Regions from separate parts of the Mus musculus genome. Here regions 2 and 3 are each linked to region 1. The links are chromatin contacts, called in public Hi-C maps. All regions are on one chromosome and are shown on one strand. Each heading gives the region's core, a stretch centred on a gene start, on an enhancer-like site or on the middle of the called end of the contact. The rest is flanking DNA. Distances are from core to core; before and after follow the strand shown. Region 1 overlaps Cspg4 (chondroitin sulfate proteoglycan 4). Region 2 has its middle 61 kb from the start of Gm31586. Region 3 holds the start of Lingo1 (leucine rich repeat and Ig domain containing 1).

What was found. A called contact is a pair of places that touch in the nucleus more often than the background predicts.
Region 2: a Hi-C map of the N1E-115 cell line shows a contact between it and region 1, with 2.6 times the contacts expected there. The contact joins two enhancer-like sites. A contact is called at or near these places in 49 of 484 Hi-C or Micro-C datasets (the AML12 cell line, the Ba/F3 cell line, the C2C12 cell line and 28 more), 2 of 115 datasets of contacts at active chromatin or transcription factors (T-cell acute lymphoblastic leukemia and oligodendrocyte precursor cells) and 1 of 9 other capture datasets (embryonic stem cells).
Region 3: a contact with region 1 is called in a Hi-C map of neural progenitor cells, with 3 times the contacts expected there. The contact joins the promoter of Lingo1 here to the enhancer-like site in region 1. A contact is called at or near these places in 2 of 39 promoter capture datasets (both in embryonic stem cells), 2 of 15 datasets of contacts at CTCF or cohesin (both in embryonic stem cells), 41 of 484 Hi-C or Micro-C datasets (B cells, the HL-1 cell line, the MNK3 cell line and 22 more), 16 of 115 datasets of contacts at active chromatin or transcription factors (T-cell acute lymphoblastic leukemia, VIP interneurons, craniofacial prominence and 10 more) and 1 of 9 other capture datasets (embryonic stem cells).

What each region holds. Positions count from the first base shown.
Region 1 is chr9:56,878,845-56,883,901 of GRCm38.p6, reverse strand. It overlaps Cspg4 (chondroitin sulfate proteoglycan 4), which reads right to left. Exons shown (of 10, transcript NM_139001.2): 2 at 182-345. Among named protein-coding and RNA genes, the nearest start is that of Cspg4, 16 kb to the right of the region's middle. Within about 2 kb of position 2,946, at least 56 of the 459 cell types and tissues checked have an H3K27ac peak or open chromatin away from gene starts, as enhancers often do. A contact at or near this core is called in the MNK3 cell line, the N1E-115 cell line, T-cell acute lymphoblastic leukemia and 4 more, where this site is marked.
Region 2 is chr9:56,733,827-56,738,493 of GRCm38.p6, reverse strand. It overlaps a transcript of Lingo1 not described here. Among named protein-coding and RNA genes, the nearest start is that of Gm31586, 61 kb to the left of the region's middle. Within about 2 kb of position 2,778, at least 4 of the 459 cell types and tissues checked have an H3K27ac peak or open chromatin away from gene starts, as enhancers often do. A contact at or near this core is called in the N1E-115 cell line, where this site is marked.
Region 3 is chr9:56,634,321-56,639,318 of GRCm38.p6, reverse strand. Lingo1 (leucine rich repeat and Ig domain containing 1) reads left to right here and starts at 3,671. Exons shown (of 2, transcript NM_001311076.1): 1 at 3,671-4,244. The coding sequence starts at 4,239.

The sequences.
Region 1 (5,057 bases), core at 1,697-4,196:
GAGACAGCTCGTAGGCAGAGCCACTGCACCAGGAGCTCACTCTGGGAAGTTGCTAGCCACCCATGGCAGACAAACCAAGACCCAAGGGCAGAGGTGACTTGCATGAGGTTGCACAGCCAAAGGCGAGGCCTCCCAACCTGCAGAAGGGATCTCTAGCCCTGTTCCCGGGTGTGCCACTCACCTGGAGGCATCCTGAGTGGAGCTGGAGCAAGAGATGGTCATCTTGGCCTGCTGCCAAGAGGAGCAGGGCTTCGGGCTGGGATGTGGAGAACTGGAGCAGCAGGTCTACTCTGGTCAGAGCTGAGGGCACGGGCACCTCCAGGTGGTTCTCCCCGAAGAAGGAGGCTGGTGAGAGAGGGAGCTGTGGTCAAGGTCAGGCTCCGGCCAGGAGGAGGTTAGGGACCGTAGAGACAGACAGATGGGCTACAGGGGAGGGAAGGGCTTCTATGTTGACATGCCCCATGGCTCTATGTGGCACAGCCTAGGGGCTCGTTAAGATTCCCACTATTCAAGTTTGCTTGGGTTCCTGAAGCCACAGGTTCCCGCCACCTTTGGGCCCCAGCGAATGTCCATCCTGGATCTGGTCTCTCCCTATCTTGTCATGATCATCTGGTGGGGGGGACTCTCACAATGAAGGCTGATCCCTGACCACAGTCTTCTCCTAGGGTGGGCTCCTTGCCACGACCGCACTTTATCTCTGTGTTTTGCTGTGGAGCCTGATGGTGGTGGTATGCAGGCAGGTCATTTCTTCTCTATTTTCTTAGTGCCTGTAGGGACGGGGTGGGGTGGGGCCGTTTATTGCTCAGAGCCTGCCAAGGAGCAAAGGCTCCCAGGCCGATGGGAAGCACGTGCGGTGTCAGACTCAAAGCCGGCCAAACTGTGCTCCACCACTCCGCAATTGCTTCCTGCCTCAGCACCACCACGGGTCCCTGGTGAGTACTCACATCCGGCCTCTCTGTTTCCAAACATGCCTAAGGAGCCAGGGAAGACAGCAGCAGAGATCCCCTTCCCTAACCCAAGCCAGGGATGTCTCCAAATACAAGGCTGGGGACGCACTACAGGCCTGCGAGGGTCTCCTCAGGCATCAGGACAGATACGGTCTACCCAGGGTTGGTGAGCACTGTGCAGGCCACTTTGGACCACAGTGGGAACCTCCTCCTTCAGGCAGTTCCCTAATATTAGCTTTCTTCAGTCTCCAGCAGTTTCTCCACCATTTCTGACCCATTCTTGTGGTGGTTAGAACCTCGACTGCATGCAGATATCCAGTGTTGGGGAAAGATGGCAGGAGAAAAGGAGACTCATCCCAGTCAGGCCTCTTTGAAATTGCAGAGGACAGTCAGGCTGATGGCTCTGACAAAGATGTTCTGGCATCAGTCACACTAGTGCTGGGCCCCGGCCAGCCCAAGCCAGCTGACATGACAGAGCAGCATCAGCCACTGCAGGGGTCTGCACCTTTTCTGTCCCAGGAGAGATGGCCAAGAAAGATAATGCTGTTCTCAGGGCTGAGCTGAAATCCTCCCTAGTGACTCCTGAGTTAAAAGGATGTCATGAGCACAAAGCCACTTGCCCAGGGCTCTGTGGGCCCAGCACATCTTGTGTCGTGGAACCTCAGACCGGGACACTGCTCAGCAAGCAGTAGGAGCTTGTAGGGGGTGCCGTGTCTGCTTGAGCAAAATGCAGGAGGCCAAACCACGGGCAGCCACGGAACAGAGGGTGGGGCACACGACCCCCACAGGATGGAGCCACCACCCTGGTGGGCTGGAGTGGCTTGGAGCAGCTGGCAAGAGCCGAACAGGGATTTTGTGGGCCAGGTGATACTGCCCACTCTGAGAATATTTATATCCCGCAAAGAGGTAAACATTTCAACCCGGGGCTGGGCTGCTCACCACCCACAAGGAAGAGGGCACAGTCCCTTTAGTGGGAGTGATCCCACCCACACCCCCTTGCCCAGAAGGTATGCTAAGTGTTAGGCAGGGCTCTGGGTCAGGCACTAAGGTGCACGGCTGGCCCTAACCACTGAACCACCTGCCTCTTGCTCCCTTCCCACAGGAGAGAGCAGCAGCCTGTTTGACTAAGTGGGAGGGTGGCAGGAAGCAGAGGTACTTTCCAGAGAGCTGGGGTCTGAATGAGCCCTTTGAGGGACTGGGCCCTGCTGTTTCCTGTGTGGAGAGGCACTCACACTGGCTGCCTTGTGTTGTTGGAGTGTGCAGGCCAGGCAGCCCCCTTGTCAGAACAGAGGCCTCTGAAGCCAAGCTGGCTGGGGCTTTGGAAACTCTGACAGTACCCCCACCTCACCTCCATACTTGTGCTCCACTCACCCTTCTGACAGGATGCATTCAGAATTGCTGTCATTAGGTAGGGGGCAGTTGGAGAGGACCTTCAAATATAAAGAGGGTGCAGGATGAAGAAATAACAAGCCAGAAGTCAATCCCGGAGGACATCCTGGAGGAGGTGAGGGCGGCATAAAGCATCACAGAGGAAGAGGAATAAATGATCTCAGGGAGAAGGATCGGTGGAAGGTCGGCTAGCAATGGAGGTTTCTGTTCCCATGCCCCTTACTAGTTCTAGACAACTTACAGGCAGAGGGTTAGTGGTGTAGGCTGTGAAGGGGGGGGTTGTGGTGGTAGTGTGTATAGGCCAAGCCCTCTGTGTGGGAGGGGCCCCAGGCTCTGGGAGATGGCTGGAGCTGTGGAAAGGCTGCTTGCTTGCTTGCTGCCTGTGTGGGCTTTTTTTTTTTTTTTTGGTGGAGGAAGGTCACAGGTGAGTGTCCAGGGCTACGCAGATGTGTGTGCTTGAGTGTGTGGGTGGCTGCTCGGGGGGTTCTTTGGGGTTTGTGTAAAGCTATGTGTTTGTGTATACGCGTGAGGGCCCAGATCTGCTAGGACAGAGGCGCGATTGTGCCCAGCCCCTCCTGCCTCCCTTGCCTGCCTGCGTTACTTGGCTAGGCCTGGCTCCCTCAAAGAGGCCATGTGTTCCTGGAGGGCTCCTGCCCCTCCCGGGCCAGAGTTCTGCTGAAGGTGGGGAAGTCCTCGTGGCTTCCCACCCTTCCTCTTATGAACAGGGAGCTGCTGTCTGGACCCCAGGGTGGGGTGACTCCATGCTTTTCCTGAGACCCGGGGTTAGGAGAGAGAAAGAGCCAGTGTCCTGCTGGGCTGGTCTCTTTCACAGATGGTCAAGCGAAGCTTTGGTCAATCTAGCTAGCCATCCCTCTGCAGGCTCTGGAGTGTGCTGGTACCTCCTGGATCTCTGGGGTGACACTCTTGGGGAGTGTGTCAGTGGGGCTCCAGTCCCTGCATTAGGCTGCAGTCTCTAGTTCCCCATTTAGTTATGTTGAGGTAGGGTCTTACATATAGCCGTGTAGCCTGCATCTTCTTGGTAGGATTCTATACGCATTAGCCTCTTTCTGCTGGGCTGGGAGTGAGGTTTCCAGTTTTGAGGCTTTCTCTAGTCCTGGGGGCCTGCTGCAGACCTAGTTCCTCGAAGTCCTCTGAACTCTGTGCAAGCCAACTGTCTTTCTTTCTATCTGTCCTACTTCTCAACACCACAGCTCTGACACCCAGCTCTGCCCACTGCCCCACATCTAGCCACTAATTCTCCCTTGCATCCCCCCTCCCCGCAGCTTTCTCTTTGGCTTCCCCTGCACCAATCTAACTGGAAGTACAACTCCCTGCCCTAGGATGTACTAGAGAGCCAGGCCTCTGGCCACCCCTGTCCTGGTGCCCTACCCCTGGGGAGCGCGTTCCACAATATCAAAGTTCTCTATAGCCCAGGCCATATAGGGGCTATAAGGGAAGAAGCTCTCTGACTTGGTCTCAGAAAGGTAAGCTTCAGGTCTCAGCTCAGCCACTGTCTAAACCCTACCCCAGTCCCACCCACAGCACCCTGTTCCCTGGCAGTGAACCCTATGAGCTCTGTGCTACCCCTCATAGCCTAGGGCAGTCGGGCGGGCTCCCACAGCTGGCTTGCGTCATGGGCAGAGGCAGCATTCCTGCTTGTCTGCCGTAGCCTGACTTTATAAGGGAGAAAATGGGAGCCCAGGGCTGTTGGGCAGGATGGGCAGGAGTGCCTGCTGCCCAGCTGAGTGCAGGGTGGGGGTGGGAGGCCTGGGTATGTGAGCATGGGGGTGACGACGCCTAGTGCTGCTGCAAGAGAGGTGGGCAAGAGAGACAGGGGGCAATCTTCTCTGATCACTCATCCATCCATCCATCCATCCATCCATCCATCCATCCATCCATCCACTCGGGCACACACAAGCATATATGCATATGTTCCCTAATGCAGCAACCAGGATGGAAAAGAAGAACCAGCCTGGGAGAAAGATGTTGAGAACGAGACATAGTGACCCCTCTTCACAAGGACTGAACTCAAGAGACACAGACTAGTTAGAAAAGGAGACAAGGAACCCCGGGGAGACAGAGAAGGCAGGACCCACTGCTGTGGGCTGGAATCAGGGGTGTCCAGAGAGTGGGAGGAAGAGGACCCTGCCTTGAGGAAGCTGGATTTTTCTACTGTAGCCTGTGGGGTCTGGCATCAGGGTGATATATCCTGGTTCCAGGTCTGAGAAGGCAGGGTGAGGCTGAAGTTTTCAAGGGAGTCTGAGGGATGCTGGGCTAGATTCTTGGGAGGGCTGAGGCAGGATTGAAGGGCTTTCTGTCTACATTCATTGGTGTGAGGGCCCACCTGAATACAGCCTTTGTAAAACTGATGGGCCAAGTGCCCTGCCTGAGCCGCTGCTATATTCTCTCTGAGGTCACCCAGCCCTCAGGCCAGCTCGCCTTCCCTCGCACCTCCTAGGACTCCCTCTCTTTTCTCCACCATAGTTCTGCCTTCAAGCCAGGGAAACCTGAGGGAGGTTTCCCTAGGGATGGGCAGAGGCTGGGCACTGACTTTTCCTGCTCTGGGCTGATGGAGCAAAGTGACAAGCTGACCAAAGCAGCCTGTGGAGTCTCCACAGACCCAAGTAGCCAGTGTGTATGTGTGTGTGCTTGTGTGTGTGTGTGTGTGTGTGCATACGTGTTCGAGAGTGCGCATGTGCTTGTATGCACGAGCTTGTGTGT
Region 2 (4,667 bases), core at 1,529-4,028, 150 kb after region 1:
GCCCATCCTCCAGAGAGGGAATGCGTTCAGCACCACGGACAGCGCCCAGCTCACCTGCTCCCTCAAACTCCTTTCAGCCAACAGCCTCAGAGGTCAGTTTGACCCTGGCTCTACTTGCTCAGATGTGGACACACCAGAGCCAGGAGAGTGCCAGAGACATCTGAGCACACACAGAAACTCAGCTTTAGGTCTGAACTCCATATACTCTGGCTTCCGAATCCCTACTGTAATGGGGGAGCTTTAAAGGGACTTTTAAATGTCAGCAGACACAGAGAGCACAATACCTACTGTGTTTCCATCTCTGTGGCAAGCTTGGGGTGGAGACATCACATTTCTGTTCTCTCCTGCACATGAGACCCACAAAATAATGTCTCACCCGCCACTTCTGGTGGGGTGCTGGGCACAGTCCACCAACTGGGGGCTTGATTCTGCCGTACCTGTGAGGCCGAACAGGATCTTGCAGGGTGGAGCAATTCAGGACAGCTCCCAGGAGGAGGTGAGTGACACCTAGGACTGCAGAAAAGAAGGAGGAAGCTGCATGGGTGGGAGTGAGAGGCCCTTGGTGGGCAGAAGGCAGACAACAACTATGAGTTGGAAGGTAGGTAGTGTCCTTGCAAAGGGGCCATACAGACCACCAGGACATGGGCACCATGGGCTGTTTCATTCAACTTCAAGGGTAGTCTGGCCTGATGCCACCCCCTCCTTAGCTGGGGCTAGCTGATTTCATCTGGAACTGACAATAGGCCGTGGTCATCTGACAGGGCCTTTGTGCCTTATCACCCTGCCTGTAATTGTTCCGTCCAGCACACGCTCCTTTTTCTCCTTCAGCATTTGTCAGAAAGATGGAGCAGGGTCCCAGTGCCCTGTGGGAAGGCTGGGCCAGAGAAGGCCTCTTGCTGCCCATCTATTTGCGTTGCTTTTGCCAGCCTCCTGAGTCGCTTTGCTGGACACCATGGGGCTGTGTTTGCCTTTGGATAATGAAATAATGTCCTCAGTGAGGAAGGGCTGGGGCTCCTGCTATTAGCTCAGCCACCTCCTTTAGGACAAAAGTCTTCATACTGGGCTTCTGGAGATGGCAGAGAGGTGGGAAGTCAGCAGGGTGGGCAGCCTGCTGTGGGAGTAACAGGAGAAAGATGGAAGCTGAGACAGCCAGGGCCAGTGATTTCCCAGGGACACATAGATCTGTGCTCTATCTTCTGATCTCCTCCCTGCAGGCTTTGTGACCCTGGCCAGGGAATAGCTGACCTCTCTGGATGACATGACAGAGCTGGGTACTCTGCACACTCAGAGTGTGCTGGTAGTTTGATGGTTACTTCTGAAGACCAGACCTTTACCTTGGCATTGTCTTGTGTGCATTGCCATCTGACTATATTCCCCCAACCCCTAGGAAGGTGATTTTCTTCCCTCACCTCTGCCAGGGCCTAGGATGCTGTGTGGCAGGTTAGATGGAATGGCTGTATTCAAATAATAATACATTGGAAGTGACCCTTCCCAGGTTTGGGGCTTGACCTTCCTGCAGCCCATGGGGAGAGTCTGAAGATCACGCTAAGTCATCAGAGCACAAGAAGCTGATGGAGAAGCCGAGGTGCCGGCGACTCGAAATCCTCCCTATCCAACTTCAAGGCTTTTTGTTGCCCTTACAGGGTGTCCCCACCATCACGGGCCTTGTCTCTTTTCCCTGTGTGTGATTTTACAGCACTCCATGTCCTCTCACATTCGATGCTACCCTGCAGGGGTCCTAACTGGTGATGGTGAAGGAGGCCACTGATCTTGAGCTTCGTATCCGTGCAAAGTTCCATTCAAGTGCTAACTCCATAACGCCAACTAGACAAGGGAAGGCTCTCCAGGGTCACTCAGAGACATAGTATATCATGCAGAGAGTGTATCCAGTTTAGGACAGGTCAATCTAGCATCCCTGATGACATGCCCACTCTAGTCCCTTCCCTAAACATAGAGCAAGAAGGGACATGGTCAGGCCAGATACTCACAGGCCTTAAGACTCCACCCCAGCATGTACCTTCTGGGATTTCCCTGACCTGTCTGGCCTCCTTCCACTTGGCTCTTGAATGGAAGTGACCCTTCCCAGGTTTGGGGCTTGACCTTCCTGCAGCCCCAAACTTCTTGAATGGTCCCATATCTGATTCTCTGCTTTCTATAGAGTGGGATTCTTAAGGGAAGAGAAGGGGAATCCTGCAAGCCAAAGTATTCCTATCATTTACCAAACCTTGGCATGTAGTAGATGCTCAACTAGTACTGGCTTAATGGAGGGATGAGCGGCATTGTGGGGATTAAATAATATTAAGCACTTGGCCCTCAACCAAGTATTTATCGAGTGACAAAACATCTTTGGGCAGAATAAAAGGGGTGATGGGTGTCAAGTGTCTAGCTCAGCACATGGGAATTAGCTGTAGCAGTAATTTCTGGCATTCGTTCTTCTGGGAAGGCTTGCAGGGGAGGGGGGGGAGGATCAGAAGAGGGCCAGGGAGGGGAGAGACAAAGGAAGCTCAGAGTTCCAAGGAAGAGGTAACAGTGGGAGGAGGCTGGGTATCATCCGGGGGCCTCGACACCCGCTCTGTGTAGAGCTGGGGACGCAAGCTCATGTGTGCGTGCACACGTGTGGGCGGGTGTGTGTGTGTGTAAAACAAATAACTGGAAAATGAATTTAATTATAAGGCACTTTTAATAGCTATTTATATTTAATCCTGCTAATTCTGTGTCTTGTGTAGCCAAACTGTAATTCTATTCTTCTTACTCATTTGCTAGTGTGAGTGGGAGAGATAGGGAGAGGGAGGCAGCCCCAGAGGAAGGCAGCCCCACCCTGGGATCAGACTGAGTCGGCAAGGTTATTCCAGAAGGCATCTGGGGCACTGGGCTCTCTCTCTCTCTCTCTCTCTCTCTCTCTCTCTCTCTCTCTCTCTCTCTCTCTCTCTCTCTCTCTCTCTCTCTCTCTCTCTCCTTTCTCTCCTCTTCACTCCTCTCTCTCTCCAGGGCAGTTCTGGTTGTGTCTCCCAGCAGTGGAGAAGATGGGGAGGGCAGCAAAGGAAAACACACAGCATCAAAGTCGAGCATATTGGTTCAGATCCAATGTAGGCATGTGCCTGGACCAATGGGGCTCATTCTCTCTGTAGAGTGGACATGTTTCCATCCTCACCTGGGCTGTTGGGAAGACTGCATGGAAATAGTGGTCCTGCTCCAAGAGGAGACTCTGTAGAAATACTTATTCCTAAATCATGTTACTCTTATCCATTCTGAAGCTGGCTATCTTGTGGGCTTCCACAGCCCTGAGGCTCCCAGCCAGCCAAAGTTCATTAGTCAAGAGAAGATGACTGTCTACCAAGATGGCCAATCTAATAAATGACCAGGAGTCTGCTCCATTTTTCAGTAGTCTGGGCTATTAGATGGTCAATGGCAGGTCCTCAGAGCGGTTCAGAAGCAGCCTTTTCAGGCAACAGTAGAGGTTCACTCAGCACTGTAGGACTAGGGAAAGAAGCATGCTCCTAAGAGGGGACCATAGGCCTGGCCCACATAGGTCCTTCCTAAATGTATCTTGGGGGAAATAAGATCAGGTGTCAGAGTCCTCTGTTTCAGGCCCTACTGGGCTGCTGAGACCCTGGGCCAGCTGTCAACCCAGCCTGAGTCTCTCCAGATTCTCAAATGGAGCGTGAGGCTAGGTGTGGGAGATTGCTCAGAGAATCAGGAACAGGTTCCAGTGAGGTGTAACAGGACAGGGCTGTTGCTTCTGGGTGCTCTCCGGAGCCACATTGCAACAAAGGCTTCAGAGCAGCCTGGTTGGGGCCAGTAGCTGAGACTGGGCTTAGACTCCTTCCCAGGAGTGGGCTGGGTGGGAGCCAAGAAGCTTCCTGGAGTAGCACTGAGTAGCTCTTCTCTAGCTTCTGCTTGTGCTTCCTGGCTCCTGCTCCCCGTACAGATCTTCCCCCTGGTGGCGAACACTTCCTGTTTCCAGGTTTTCCTGAGGGTTTCAGGACTTCAGTAGGTTGGTCATACCCACAGGCAGACGGACTCACGCCGGCTCCTCTGCCACAGGGATACTGTAAAGTGGATTTCTCTCTCATGTAACAGAGGGGGAAACTGAGTCTCAGAGAGGCTCGGGACATGAATTTGGGTTATCACCTGACTCTAAAGACAGTTTCTTTGCTCGTTGGGAAATTCTGGCAGCCTATGGAAGAAGTGTGGGAGGTGTGGCTTGCTCGGAGGGTGATGTTGTGTGAAGAACATGACCTCCTTAGGAAGATCTCCCAGAGCCTGTACTCAGGAGGATTTTACACCTTGGGGAACAGAAAAACCCACCCAAGGTCTTGCAGTCCCCCCATAGGTGTGGCTACTGGCCCATGTCACTTCTCTGGGCAGCACCAGACCCACTGTCTAGAGTCACACCAGAGGAAGGAGCACCTGAGCTAAAATCTGTCTCTGCCTCTCACTGGCTTTAGCCTTTGGCTAGACACTTGCCCCTGGAGTCTGACAGTGACTGCAGTGTCACTTTCTCCCTCTGCTGATGTATGGTGGTGGCAATAACTGAGGGCACATTTCTCTCTGGGATAGCCACACTTTGTTGAGAGACTTTAATGCCTCTGAACTCTGAGTGAAACTATGTTTCCTTTTAATGGTGACATTTTAGGCATGGTGACAGTGCGTGGAGTCCCTGGGAG
Region 3 (4,998 bases), core at 2,422-4,921, 250 kb after region 1:
GGGCACTGCCTCTTCACCCCCTATTCCATGCCTACTGCTTCTCACCCAGCTTCCGCCGACTCCTAGCTCCTCAGCTCCGTTTTTCTTGCTAATTAGAGGTCTCAGCAATGACTCTGCTGTCCCAGCCATTTTAGAGCCGTCATTAATTTCAAGTGCCTTCAGAAATAACCATCATCGTAAAACCCTATGAGCTGCTGGGATGCAAGCAGGCAGGACCAGCAGACACAGACACGGAGGCAGGCTTGTGTGTGCCACCCTCTCCAGTCTGTGCCTCAGGGGATCCCTGTTCCTGCTAGGGCCCTGCCTGCCTGCTGAAACCTCAGCCCCAAGGGTGAGAGAGCAACAGAGCTGGGACGGCACAGTGAACACTCACAACCGAAGCCCCGCCTGGCCTCTCTCAAGCAGGATAACGTGGGCAATGCAGCAATCCATCCAAGCATCGACTCTCTCGTTGATATGACAGGATCTACAAGCTCAATCCTTCTTTGTTTCATTGCTTTTATTTTATTTCATTTTGAGACAGATGTCTTGGGGACTTGCAGCAACCCCACCCCCACACCCCACTGCCTCAGTTTCCTGGACTCTGGGAACACAGGTGTGAGCCACCACAGCTGGCGGCTGTGCCAGTCATGAGAGGAAGGAAAGCAGAGCTCAGAGCCCTTGCAGGCTGGTTGATGTGTTTTAGAAGGCAGTCCTCTCCTCCGCCTGCCCTGGAAAGCTTACTCCAGCCCCTGCTCTGTGGCCTGAATTCAGGCTACAGAAGACTGGTTCCTTGAAACCATTGGCTCCTACTTTGTTAGCTCTTTCCTAGTTGTACATGGGAGACCAGGATGTCCTCCGTGCCCATTCGCTCTTGGGAGCTCCTAGTGGATGGACAGAGAACAACACAGGGGCCTTGCTTAAGGCCATTAAGTCTGGGGAGGGAGGCAGGCACAGAAGAGATGGATATTCATTTGTTCTTGAAACACAATTACTACCTAGGAGGTAGACCAACAAAAGCCTGGAGGTGTCCGTGAACATCCCTTGGCTGTAGTTCTGTTTCTAGCAAAGTCCCCAAACTAGACCATCCTGATGCTTCACAGGCGGCCCTAGGACCTGTGAGAGCACTGGTGAGGGCCACCCCACCAGTCATCTGGCTAAGGAAAGGATCCAGTGTTAGCCTCCTCCCTTCGTGGTCAGAATGATAAGGTCAGGGACCAGGCCCCAGCAGAGCCCTTACAAAGGCTTCTTCGGGTATAGTGCCCTACCCGTCCCAAGTCTCCCTTTCCCATTGCTTCCTCTGGTGGAATAAGATGGAGAATCTGAGAGGGGTCATTTCTTCAGGATACATAGAGAAAGAACAATTGCTGGACTACCACACAATGGAGGAGTAAGGCTTCAAGGTAGCAGTGATGTCTCCTCCATCGTCCCAGGACACCGAGAGAAGATGGGTAGATGGGCACCGCAAGATCCCAGCCTAGCACACCAGCTTCCTCATCTAGCAGCTGGAGACTGAGGGTGGGGGCGATGGACTCTCCCCCATTTCCCCGACCAGATCACTGAGGCAGGGAGCAGGTGAGTCGGGGGCGGAGATCTGCGGTGGCCGCGCCTTGCCTGCGTCAGTCGCCGCACCAGGAATAGCCCCCGCCCCCGCCCCCGCCCCCGCCCCGCATCGGGTCTGGCAGAGCCTTTACGCAGGAGCTAGGGAGCGTCTATTCCTGTCGGGCTGTGGGAGGAGGCGGCGAGGGAGGGCGGGAGCTCACCAGTAACTCACAAACAGCCGGGGTGGGGGAGCTGGGGAGACTGGGAAGGGGGTGCAAGGATCACGGAATCGGGGGACCCAAGAGCCGCCTGCGCTAGGCTCTGGAAGGGAGGAGACTCGTGTGGCCGCCCCACCTCCCCTCCTACCAGTAAGTCCCTCTGCCAAGCCTGCCTCCCACTGGTTTACTCAGCCCTGGAAAGCCATTCAAATTCCCTTTCCACGGTTTACAAGCTGTGTGACCGTGGCCAAGTCACGTAACCTTTCCGAGCCTGGGGTTCCTGCTCTTTATTTTCAGGGGAGTAGTAGTGCCTCTTCCTGAGGTTGTTGGAAGAAGAATGTAAGATGCAAGGAGCATCACTGACACCTGCAGGGAAAGGGCTCTAGGTAGGCCTGAGATATGGACATAGACAGAAGGCAGGAATGTCCCAAGCAGTGGTGTGCCAGTGAGGCTGAGAGGTATCCAAGATCGGTTTCGCTGGAACAGGTTTGTGCAACTCTTTGGACTATGTGTGTAAGGCTGGTCTGTGGAAATCAAGACAGTGCTGGGGGTGGGAACTTGAAGCTGGCCTCTCCAAGCCAGCCAGGTATCTCCGAAATGTCAGTCTGGTTCCTTGGAAGGAGAACGAGGTACTGGGAACGGGATCCTTGCCCACCCCAGAAAGACAGGCCTTGCGCTGGTCTCTTCCTGCCCTGCTCAGCTTCCTTCTTTGCCTGCCTACAAACTATCGGGAGTGCTGAGGTGCTAATGGGGAGAAGGGAACTCTGCCTTGTGGTGTCTTCATTGATGGTTATTCTAATCAATCTGGCATGGTTTTAAGGGGCATCTGGCTTCAAGCAGATGGAAAGAGGTGCAGTAGATAGATGAGGTCCCAACGGGTTGCCTGCCTACACCGCAGCCCTTGCCAGGCCACCCTGCCAGGCTAGTCTCTGATCTGTGGCCCAAGAAGAGTTTGGGTCTCTATGTAAAGGTCTTGTTCTGTGGAGCCATCTGAAGATGTGGTACCCACCAAACTCAGTATTTATTTTAGGGAGTTAGATGGTAAATAGCTAAGCCCAGACCGAGGATCTATACTGCCCTCTGCTGGTCACTTGGTAGAGTGCCACCGTCCGGAGCCTGGCAGATAGGCCTGCTGCCCTCTGCTGGACAGGAAACCCGACGGGGAGGGGACTGGGATGCTAAAGCAGATTCTAGACCTGGCCTCCCGGTAGACCCACTTAGCCAGCTCGGCTTCCACATCCCCTTCCTGTGCTTCCCGGCGGCCGGCCTCACCCTAAGATCCCTAGGAAGCAATGGTGGTGGTGGTGTGGTGTGGTGTGGTGTATGTGTGTGTGTGTGTGTGTGTGTGTGGTGGGGGGTGTCCTGGACATTTCGAGAGGAGGGGTCAAGACCTGACCCTCCTCAAGCTGTCCTCTAAACAACCGTGATCAGGTTGGGGGGTGTGGGGGCTGTCTGTCCACGTGCGTGTGTCGGTCCACACGGCAGTGTGCAGTGACCCCAGTTAACACGTGTGAACACACGCGCTCACATGCACACGCATGTGGCCAGAGACAATCAAACGCGAATGGGTGCACGCACTCTGGGAAGACCGCGGGCTGGGCTGGCTTAAGACTTGCTGGAGCCTGGGACCCAGAGGGGCGCTGCGTGGTGCAGGGCGGGAGCGCGGGGGCGCCGGCCCGGGAGCGTTCTTCGTCTGCGCCCCGCTGCCACTCTCGCTGCGCCCTGGGCGCTGGGCAGCTGCTGGGGCGCTCCTCCATCTTCGTCCGGTTCTCTGAAAGAAGGACCCCCACCCAGGTTTTGCGGCCGCGCCTTCTCTCTCCTCCCCCGCCCGGCTCCAGAGCTCGCTCACTAGCTCCCTCCCTCCCTCCCTCTGTCCCTCCTCCCTCCCTGGCTCGCTGCTCGCTCCTCTCGCTCCCTCCCCACGCCGCGGCAGAGCGCGGAGCCCGAGCGGGAGCCGGCGCGGGAGCCGGAGCGGGCGGCAGCTCAGGAGGCGGCCGGACCTGGACCCGTCCCGGTCCCGGAGCGCGCGGAGTCCCCACCCGCGCCGCTCGGGCCCCTCTCCCGACGCGGGGCTCAGAGCAGCATGCGCGGCAGCTGCCCACCGGTCCCAGCCCTGGCCCCGGCCCCGCTGCAGAGAACGCCCGGCCTCGACCCCGGCCCCAGCGGTAGAGGCGGTGGCGGCCGCTCCCGGCCGGCCCAAGGGACAGAGCCAGGCTCCGGGAGCCCGCAACACTCGTCCTGAGAGCCCCGGCTCCTCAGCCCGCTACGGCCAGGGCCTCGGCCTCCGCCCCCGACTCCCGAGCTCCTGCCCTAGAGTCGACTGGGCTCCCGCCCGCGTGGGACAGACAGACGGACAGCCAGCCCTGCGAGGGCGCGCGGACCGGGCGGAGGTGTTGTAGGAGGAGACCGAGGAGGGGGGCTGGGCTGGGGCTGGGGCCGCGCCGGCAAGAGAGACATGCGATTGGTGACCAAGCCGAGCGGACGGACAGCGCGCCCGAGATGCAGGTGAGCCCCTCCGTCTTGGCCGAGCCCGAGTCGGCAGCCCTGCGGCGAGCTGGGAGCTGGAAGCTGCTGTCGGCCCAGGCTTCACCCTCATGGGGCTATGTAGGGCACCTTGTACCGCCCAGACCCCCTTTGGGGTCGCAGGCCTGACCCTCAAGTTTCAAATGATTTTCCCATTTCCGTTCCGCTGGTCCTAACAGATCCCTGGTTGGCAAGCTGGGACCCGTGGTCAAGGAGAGATCCCTACCATTCCTTTCCATTCCTGCCCTGGTGCCCCCTAAATCATCCTCCCATTCTGGGCAGTGGTCACCCAAGAGGATATGTTCTCTCAGCTCTGGGTGAGTCCCTTTCGGTGGACCAGAGACCACTCCCCAGCCCTGGCTAATACCCTTAAGCTTGAGGACACAGCTAGCAAACAGTTTCTCCCCAGGCTCTAGGATTGCCCCTCTCTCCACAGGAACCTTGTCAGCCTCTTTCTGGCTCCTTTCTCGCTCCGCCTGGATGAAAGGGAGGTGGAGGGCGGAAGAAAAGGGAGGGGGGAGTCCAGTTGAGGAAGACCCAGGAACCTTCGGGGCTCCCCTTTGTCTTCGTTCAGCCGGGCTTCTCACCTCCTCCTGCCCCACTTTTCATTCCTAGGGAAATGGGTGGGAAGTGGGAGCCTGCTGAGAAGGGGGGAGGTGAGGAAGGAGCCTCCTGTGTGTGTCCCCCCAAACGCACCCTATTCGGGTGGGTTTTGGGCTTCCTGCCCTCTAAGACA